Regions from separate parts of the Anser cygnoides genome. Here region 1 is linked to region 2. A link is a contact called in public Hi-C data. All regions are on one chromosome and are shown on one strand. The core of a region is the stretch at or near the end of the contact, and the rest is flanking DNA. Distances in the headings are between cores, read along the strand shown. Region 1 overlaps UIMC1 (ubiquitin interaction motif containing 1). Region 2 holds the start of CLTB (clathrin light chain B).

Region 1 (3,584 bases), core at 806-3,305, 110 kb after region 2:
CCGTGCCCCAAACTGCTCCCGGTGAGAGGATGAGTCCACGTCCCCAGGGCGAGCCCACGGACCTGGTACACTGAATTCCCCCCTCCTCACCTCTGTGCAGTCTGCATGGGTTCCCCGTCTCCGCGTACATCCTCTGCAGACAGCACCTGGGAGGCCTGGAAAAGAAAGAGAACTCTGATATTGTATAAAGCAACACACACAGCTAACCAGGCCAGACAGGCTCTGCTGGGTCATCAAGTTCTGCGTGCAGCACGTTTTTTCTTTTTTGTTTTTTTTCCAGAAACGGCTAAGTATCTGTCCTGAACTTGTCAGCTTTTTGCCTCCATTACTCCTTTCGGTAAGGAGCTCAGCAGCGCTCTGCAACAATGCCTGGCAGTACTTTTTGCTGCCTAGCTGTATTCCTGGACATCCCGTGTCCGTCTGTTCTCAACCTTGTCCTTCACGTTCACAGTCTCTGCCTGTTCCCAGCGCCTATCCCGACGGTGGCAGCGATCACAGCCCTTGCCCAGCTCCGTTTGTGCTGAGCAGAACAACCCAGGGCTCTCAGTGTCTTCAAGCACTCCAGCAGCCCTCACCCACCCCGCTTTCAGATCCATTTGCCTGAGTTTGGATGACCTGATCAACTGGTACAGCTGCTGGTTGACCACGAGAAGTACTTTTCTGAGATTCCTACAGATAAAATCTGTTGCATTTTTCTCGGCGGGGTAATCAGCTGTCCTATCAAAGGGAGGGAACAGATTAACCTGCACAATCTGCAGCTGGTAAATCCATGTGCATTTTATCCCATTTTTCATTTACCTCTGTGACTCCACTTATTCTCTCCTTTAAAATTTGTTCAAAAGCCTTGTGCGTTGCCAAGGTCAGGCTAACATGTCAGTCATTACCCGGCTCCCTTTCTTCTTCCTCAGTGTACACATTACGCTTGCCATTCTCTAATCAGATGGAATTACAGCGGTTTATTAGCAGTCCTCGCTGGCAGGCCTGCGATTTCTCATGCCATTTCTCCAAGAAATCCAAGGGGTTTTTCTCCCTCCTCCTCTCAGGGTTTGATTTCTTCCATAGGTTTCAACTTCGATCAGCCCCAGTACTAGATGGCTGCTGCGCTTCCCCAGCAAGCCCCAACGCAAAGCCTCTTGCCAGATTTCCCTAAAGTGACTCCAGCCCCAAAATATTCTGTTTCATCTACACTGTTCTTTATTTCTTCACAGCCTAACACATCATTAACATAAAATACCACACCTCCTCCTTTACTTTGTGTTGTTGTCGTCGTTGAACTGCACGGATCTGAAGAACCACAAACCCTGCTCACAAACACCGTGCCACAATCCCGTTTTTCCTCCTGTATATGTTTTAAGGTACGGCACTAATTCAGGTCACCGGATTCTAATTCTCCAGAATTGGGTCGTTTTCTTCTGAATCTTTTAAGAGGCCACGAGTCCCCTGACCTTGTTTGAAAGGCTACGAAGGAATTTATGCTATTGGCACTGAGGTTTGTCAGGGCAGGTTCGCGGGCCAGGAGATGTCTCGAAGACGACGACCGCTCAGGTTGCCCATTGCCGTGGTGGAAGGTCGCTGCCCACTGCAGGCGAGGGGTTTCAGAGCAGGGCTACAGACCTCGCTGGCACACCACGAGGCTTTTTCAAGGGCAGCTGTGAGCCCGCAGGGATGGTTTCTGGCCTCGGCACAGCCCCAGACCTCCCACTGTCCCCACCGGCAAAGCAGCCCCTGGCGGCACTGGGACCGAGCCACGCAGCACATCGGGGACAGCGCTGCCCTGTGCCTGTCCTTCGTCACCGCCGGTGGAATTGTATTTGATAGAGGGAAAAAAATGGAGGCAAGGCACAAGCAAACATCAAACATATCGATCCTGCAAGTAAATCACCTGCGCTGGCCTCAGCATGCGACTGCGCAGAGAGGCGAAAGGAGAAGGGAGCAACCTCTCGAGCCAGGAGCGATAAGGCAGATGAAAGGTATTTAGAAATCCTTTTCTCTCCTGTAAATAGAAGACTGGCAAATTTTTGCCCGGGGTTGAAATTTTCAAGCTTGCTCCTCCCCTTGGTTTTTCACCTTAAAAATATCAGGAAGACTAAATCTCCATACACTTACAGCTCCTTAGGAGAGCTCTTGTGGTCAGGATGAGTACATTACAAGTTCCCACTCAGCACCACTAAAACCACTTTCTCCCCAAGAATTAATTAAGCATTAGCATTACACGGATAATAAGAGAAAAAAACACTCATATTTTTCAATACTAATTAAAAGTTCATGCCCCTCCCAGCTGCTGTAGCTTCCCCAGGGTTTTAGCGCACACAGCCGTAGATCTGCAGCCACCCCAATCTGCCGGAGCACCAAGACTTCAATTTCCAAAGAAAAAGACAGGGAGGGGAAAAAAAAAAGAAAAACACAGTTTGCCTTAAGAACCCTTCAGATCGTTTGTAACCATCCAAAAGAAATGAAAAAGGCGCAAGTCTGCCTCTTTCCTCTGCAGGTCACCTCTAAGGCTTGTTTAAATCTGTATCCGCTAAACCCAGCCAAAGCACTGTCACGACAAGTCACTTTTCAGCACAGGCTGCTCTGCACTTTTTCTGCAACCAGAAAATGCAGACATGACGTTTTTCTTAAGTGTTCAATATTACAAGACAGAATATAAATATCACAAAACAAGTTAAGTATCTTTCTAACACCAGGGTAAATGATCAAATACACTTGAAAACAGGAACAACAGAGCCGAGGCTTCAGTCATAGAGAAGATAAAGTTATACAATGATCCGGGAGTGAAGTCATTATGAAAAATGAGGGTTGGAAAAGGCTGACACAAACCTAAAATACAGCAGTAATAAATACTTCATCTGACTAGCAATCTGTTTAAACTTAGCAGTGACAGAAAGCTGCCTTCCGCTCCAGCGAGAGAGCCCTGACAGAGACAGAGGCTGACACCTAGCGTCTACCAGACCCAACAAGCAGGCACGGACAGAAGGTGCCGAGGCACGGGAGCAAGGACAGCGAGCGCTGCTGCCGCGACAGATCACCCCAGGCAGGCAGAACACACGTGCATGCGTGCCCAGCCCGTCACAGCTGCAACCAGAGCACCACGAGGGAAAAGAGCACCCGCAGGAGCGAAGCACTCACAAAACGGGGAGGCAAAAAGGAAAGGCCGCAGTGCAAGGAAAGCAGCCACGTTTCTGTCTGCGGAGGAAAACACAGAGCTCCTCACGCGGCCACAGGTTTCTAAGCTGGTTTGCCAGAGCGTTGTCTCGGTGCCCTGACGCCCTGCCAGGCTACACCCCTCTGAGAAGGAAGTGTCAGCTGGAAGTCTTTATCTCAGTGGTGCAGTGATGGACAGCTGCCAGGCTGCATGATGCCCCCACCACTTCTGAGCCGGGAAATCAGCCTGCAGGCTTTTCCTCTCCCTTTCACGGCAAGCTGGGTGGCTGGGGGAGGCAGCCCCTAAATTTAAGAGGAATGCTTATCAGCGGCGCCTGCTTTGCAGAAGGGACTGAATCCTAAAATGGAGGGAAGAGCACGACTGCTGAACCGCTGCTCATCAGAGCTCTTACCTGGCAGTAGCTCGTGGTCGGTTCGTC
Region 2 (3,767 bases), core at 765-3,264:
CACCCTCAAGGAGGGGGCTGGGCCAGGATCTCTGGTCTCCTGTCCTTGGAGGGATTCAGCCACCACCTCTCTCCCAAAACAAGCCTTTCTGGGCGTTTTATGCCTTTATGGCATTTTCACTCCTTTTTTTTTTTTTACTCTTATCTGAAGATTAGGGAAACTGTCCCAGGCGCAGGGCGGGAGGCAGTGCTCTGCCTGCACGCAGACAACCTGACCGCCCCCAGCTCTGCAACAGGCACAGGCTGCCACACACACACACGGGTGAGCCAGGAGCTGCCGGCCGAGCACCCAGCAGAGGCAGGGCTGCTCCGTGCCTGCGACAGAAGGCAGCGCTGCGGGGACAGAGCCCACAGCGACACCGCAGCGCGCTCTGCCCGCAGGGAGGAGGGCAGGCGGGCATGCCTGGGTCCTCAGGAGCCCGTCCGGGGGGAGCGAGCTGCAGGGTTAGGGCCGGGGATGAGGTACCGCGGACACCCACGGCTCAGGTACGGCCCCACGAGCTGCACACCGGCACCGCAAGGCGAGCCCCAGGGTGCTCAGCTCCCTGCTGCTGGGCAAAGAGGCTTTGAAAAAAGCACTCTCCGGGCCCTGAGCTCTCCCCGGCGATGACCAGGCTCGACCACAGGACCTGGGCTGGCCGCAGGCACAGGGAGACGCAGCGCGGCTCTGGAGCAGCTCGAGCAAGCACGGTCCCCACGGTGCTCGCCCTGCAGCTCCGGCTACACCCAGCTCCAGCCTGTCTGACTGCATTTACCACCGGGGCTGTCAGCACCTCTCTGGGCCAGCTGTGACTCCGCAGGTCCCTGTGGGCGGAAAGGAGGAACCACTGCAACGGGGGCAGCACGGGGAGGCCCCGTGGGCCCGCCTGCGTTAGGGGCAAGGGGGCCGTGGCAGCAACGTCCTTGCGCTCGTGGGGACAGGAGACCTCGGAGATCCTGCTGCCTACCGAAGGCCCTGCACGGAGGCACGAGATCAGGATTAGCACCTTTCACCTGCAGGGCCTGGGCTCACGATGCCCCCGGTGGAAACGCCTTCCGTTTTGCCACCTAAGCCATCCTGTCGGCGGTCCCAGCGGCAGGGCCGTCCGTCCGTCCGTCCACGGATGGCTGCACCCCGCCTGGATGCACCCCCCCGCGCTGCCCCGAGCTGGGGGCACTAAGACACGGAGACGGGGTCCTCGTCTAACTCAGGGGGCCCAGCACAGAGAAGGAACCGCCCCCCAGCCATCAACCCCAGGCTCGGGGCTCACCCCGCACCCTGAGGTTGAGGGGAAGGCACCCCAACGTCCCGGTGCCCAAGCACAGCCCCTGCCTGCCCATCGCAGGCACAGCCCTGACCCTGCACACCCTGGGGGTGCCGCAAAAACCCACGGGGAACCCCAAAACCCCCCGGATCCCCCCTTGTTCCGGGGGGGGGCTGCCCAGGGCCCCGACCCCGCCGTGTGCCCGCGGCCCCCCCCCCACACACCCGGAGCCCTGCGGCCGGGGGACCCGGGGCATGGCGGCGCTCACCGGGCTCCTGCGGGGCCGCCTGCCCGGGGGTGGCGGAGGCCGCCTCGCCGTCGGCGGGCCCGAAGCCCTCGTCGTTCTCGATGCCCGCGATCTCGCTCTCCTGCTGCGCCAGGAAAGCGGCGGCCGGGTCCTCCTCGGCGCCGGCACCCTCGGACGAGGAAAAAAAACCGAAGTCGTCGGCCATGGCCGGCTCCCCCCCGCCCCCGCTGCCGCCGCTCGGCTCGGCTGCCTTCGGCTCGGCCCCGGCGGGCCCGGGCGGAGCTGTCACTGCGGCGGCGGGCGGGGCGGCCGCGCTGACATCAGCGCCGGGACCTCCTCCCTCCCTCCTTCCCTCCCTGCCGCCGCCGGGAGCCGCTGCGGAGCCGCCTCGGCTTCCCTGCGGGCTCGAGGGGCCGGCGGACGCCGGCTCGGGGCGGCTCCGTTCCCCCTTCACGCGCGAGGCGGCGCCGGGAGGCGGCCCCGGGGCGGAGGGCGGCTGACGGCCGCCATCTTGGGTGTGGGCGCCGCCGCCGCCATCTTGGGGGCAGCCCGCAGCCCGCCCCGCCCTGCGGACTCTGGCGGCCGTCTCCGGAAACGGCCGAACGGCTTTCGGCGCTCTTCGGAAGTCTTCGCGAGCCAATCAGGAAGGGCCGAGCCCGCGAAAGCAGCGGATGGGCTTCGGGTTTTTCCGGAGATCTCCGAGAGCGCTTCGGCTATTTCCGGAAAGCGCTCGTGTATTTCCGGCGGCTGACGAGCAGCGGTTCGGCTTGTTAGCCGCGGGGAGGGGGGAGGAGAAGGGGGGGCGGGCAGCGCCGCCGACGTCATTTCCGGCGGGTGACGGAGCGGAGGGTCAGAGGCGGCAGCAAAATGGCGGCCCCTGAGGAGCGGGAGCTGACGGCAGAGCAGACCGAGAAGCTGCTGCAGTTCCAGGTGCGCCGCGCCGGGCACACCGCGGCACCGCCACCACCGCCGGGCCCCAACCGGCCCCAACCGGGCCGGGGGCGGCGGGCGGGCCCCGCCCGGAGCGGGTGCGGGGGCGCCGGGCCTGGCCCGAGCCGGGGCCGAGCGGCGGCCGCCCGGTGCTGGCGGCCGTGAGGCGTTCCCCGGGGCCCGGCGGGGCTCCCCCGGGCGGTGCGGGCTCCTCGGGGCCCGCTGAGGGGCCGGCGCTGTGCTCGGTGCCCGTTAGTCGGGGAGGCTGCTCGGTAACCCCCTGCCCCCGCGCGGGGACGGCTCCGCGGCCCGCCCCGGCCGTTTTGCGTAAGGCGGCTGAGAATTTCCCCTCCTTGCCCCCAGAAGCAGGCGCGGGCCTTTCCCGGGGCGTGCGGAGTTAGCCACGGCTCCCGAGGGGCCTGCGGCTTCCTAGAAGCTGTCGCTGCCCGTCCCGGTCCGGTGGTGCCTGCTGGGGGAGGCCCCCGGGGGCTGCAAGGATCCGATCTCTGCGTATCGCGGGCTGCGTCGCTCGGCCTTTGGTTTGCCGGGCTCTCGGGACCGCGCAGCACTTGAATCGTTAAAAAAAAAACGAAGCCCAGATGTGCTTACTGGGGAGAGAACTGCCCCAGAGTTGAAGTACTCAGGGGTGCTCAGTGGAAAAGTAATTAAGCTGTTGCTGGCCAATTAAAATTATCTTCAGGTGAGTTGGCTTTGTCTCTGAATTGTGAGGCATTCTGTGGTGTTGCCCAGGCTGTGCTTTTCTTCTATAAATACACCGTATTTCTAGAGCTCTTTGCCTAGCTTTTGTTGGTTCATATTGATCTTTAAGGACGTATTTTGGATTATTTTTTTTGTGCCATGTGCCTCTAGTTTATAGTGTTTAAAGGGTCTGCAGAGGCATCCAGTCCTGCCTCCTGTGGCAAAGTGAGGTGCAGGTGCTCCTCGTCACTTTATCTTGGAGCCAGGGGGAGCGAGCAGCCCCCTGAAGTCATCAACGGCAGCGTTACTCTATAGCCTTAGCTTTGGGAGATCCCGTCGGCTTTTAAAGAGATCCTCTCTAAACCTTTACTGCAAATTAAGCTCCTTGGGTGATCTTAATTCTCTGACAGATGAGGTGCAACAGCTTTAACGATTGCTTTCCCAGCATTGCTGTTTTCTCTGGTAAGTGGATGAGATTTAAGCCATTGTCTTGCGCTGCACGTATATGTGCACAAACTGCCCTGCGGCTCTCACTGCGAGCTATCGCAGCTCTTACTAACCTACAGGATCCAGACAGATAGGGCCAGCTGCACTCATCAGTTTCCCTGTTGCTATTTTCAAAGCCCTGTGGGCAGCTGTGAACCTAAA

Evidence for each region. A called contact is a pair of places that touch in the nucleus more often than the background predicts.
Region 1: a Hi-C map of liver shows a contact between it and region 2, with 3 times the contacts expected there. The contact joins the enhancer-like site here to the promoter of CLTB in region 2. A contact is called at or near these places in 2 of 7 Hi-C or Micro-C datasets (both in liver).

What each region holds. Positions count from the first base shown.
Region 1 is chr14:9,275,361-9,278,944 of Taihu_goose_T2T_genome, forward strand. It overlaps UIMC1 (ubiquitin interaction motif containing 1), which reads right to left. Exons shown (of 13, transcript XM_067005403.1): 5 at 3,558-3,584; 6 at 91-155. Among named protein-coding and RNA genes, the nearest start is that of HK3, 18 kb to the left of the region's middle. Within about 2 kb of position 2,056, at least 2 of the 3 cell types and tissues checked have open chromatin away from gene starts, as enhancers often do. A contact at or near this core is called in liver, where this site is marked.
Region 2 is chr14:9,168,458-9,172,224 of Taihu_goose_T2T_genome, forward strand. It overlaps CLTB (clathrin light chain B), which reads right to left and starts at 2,015. Exons shown (of 6, transcript XM_048080421.2): 1 at 1,512-2,015. The coding sequence starts at 1,695. FAF2 (Fas associated factor family member 2) reads left to right here and starts at 2,266. Exons shown (of 11, transcript XM_048080420.2): 1 at 2,266-2,420. The coding sequence starts at 2,358.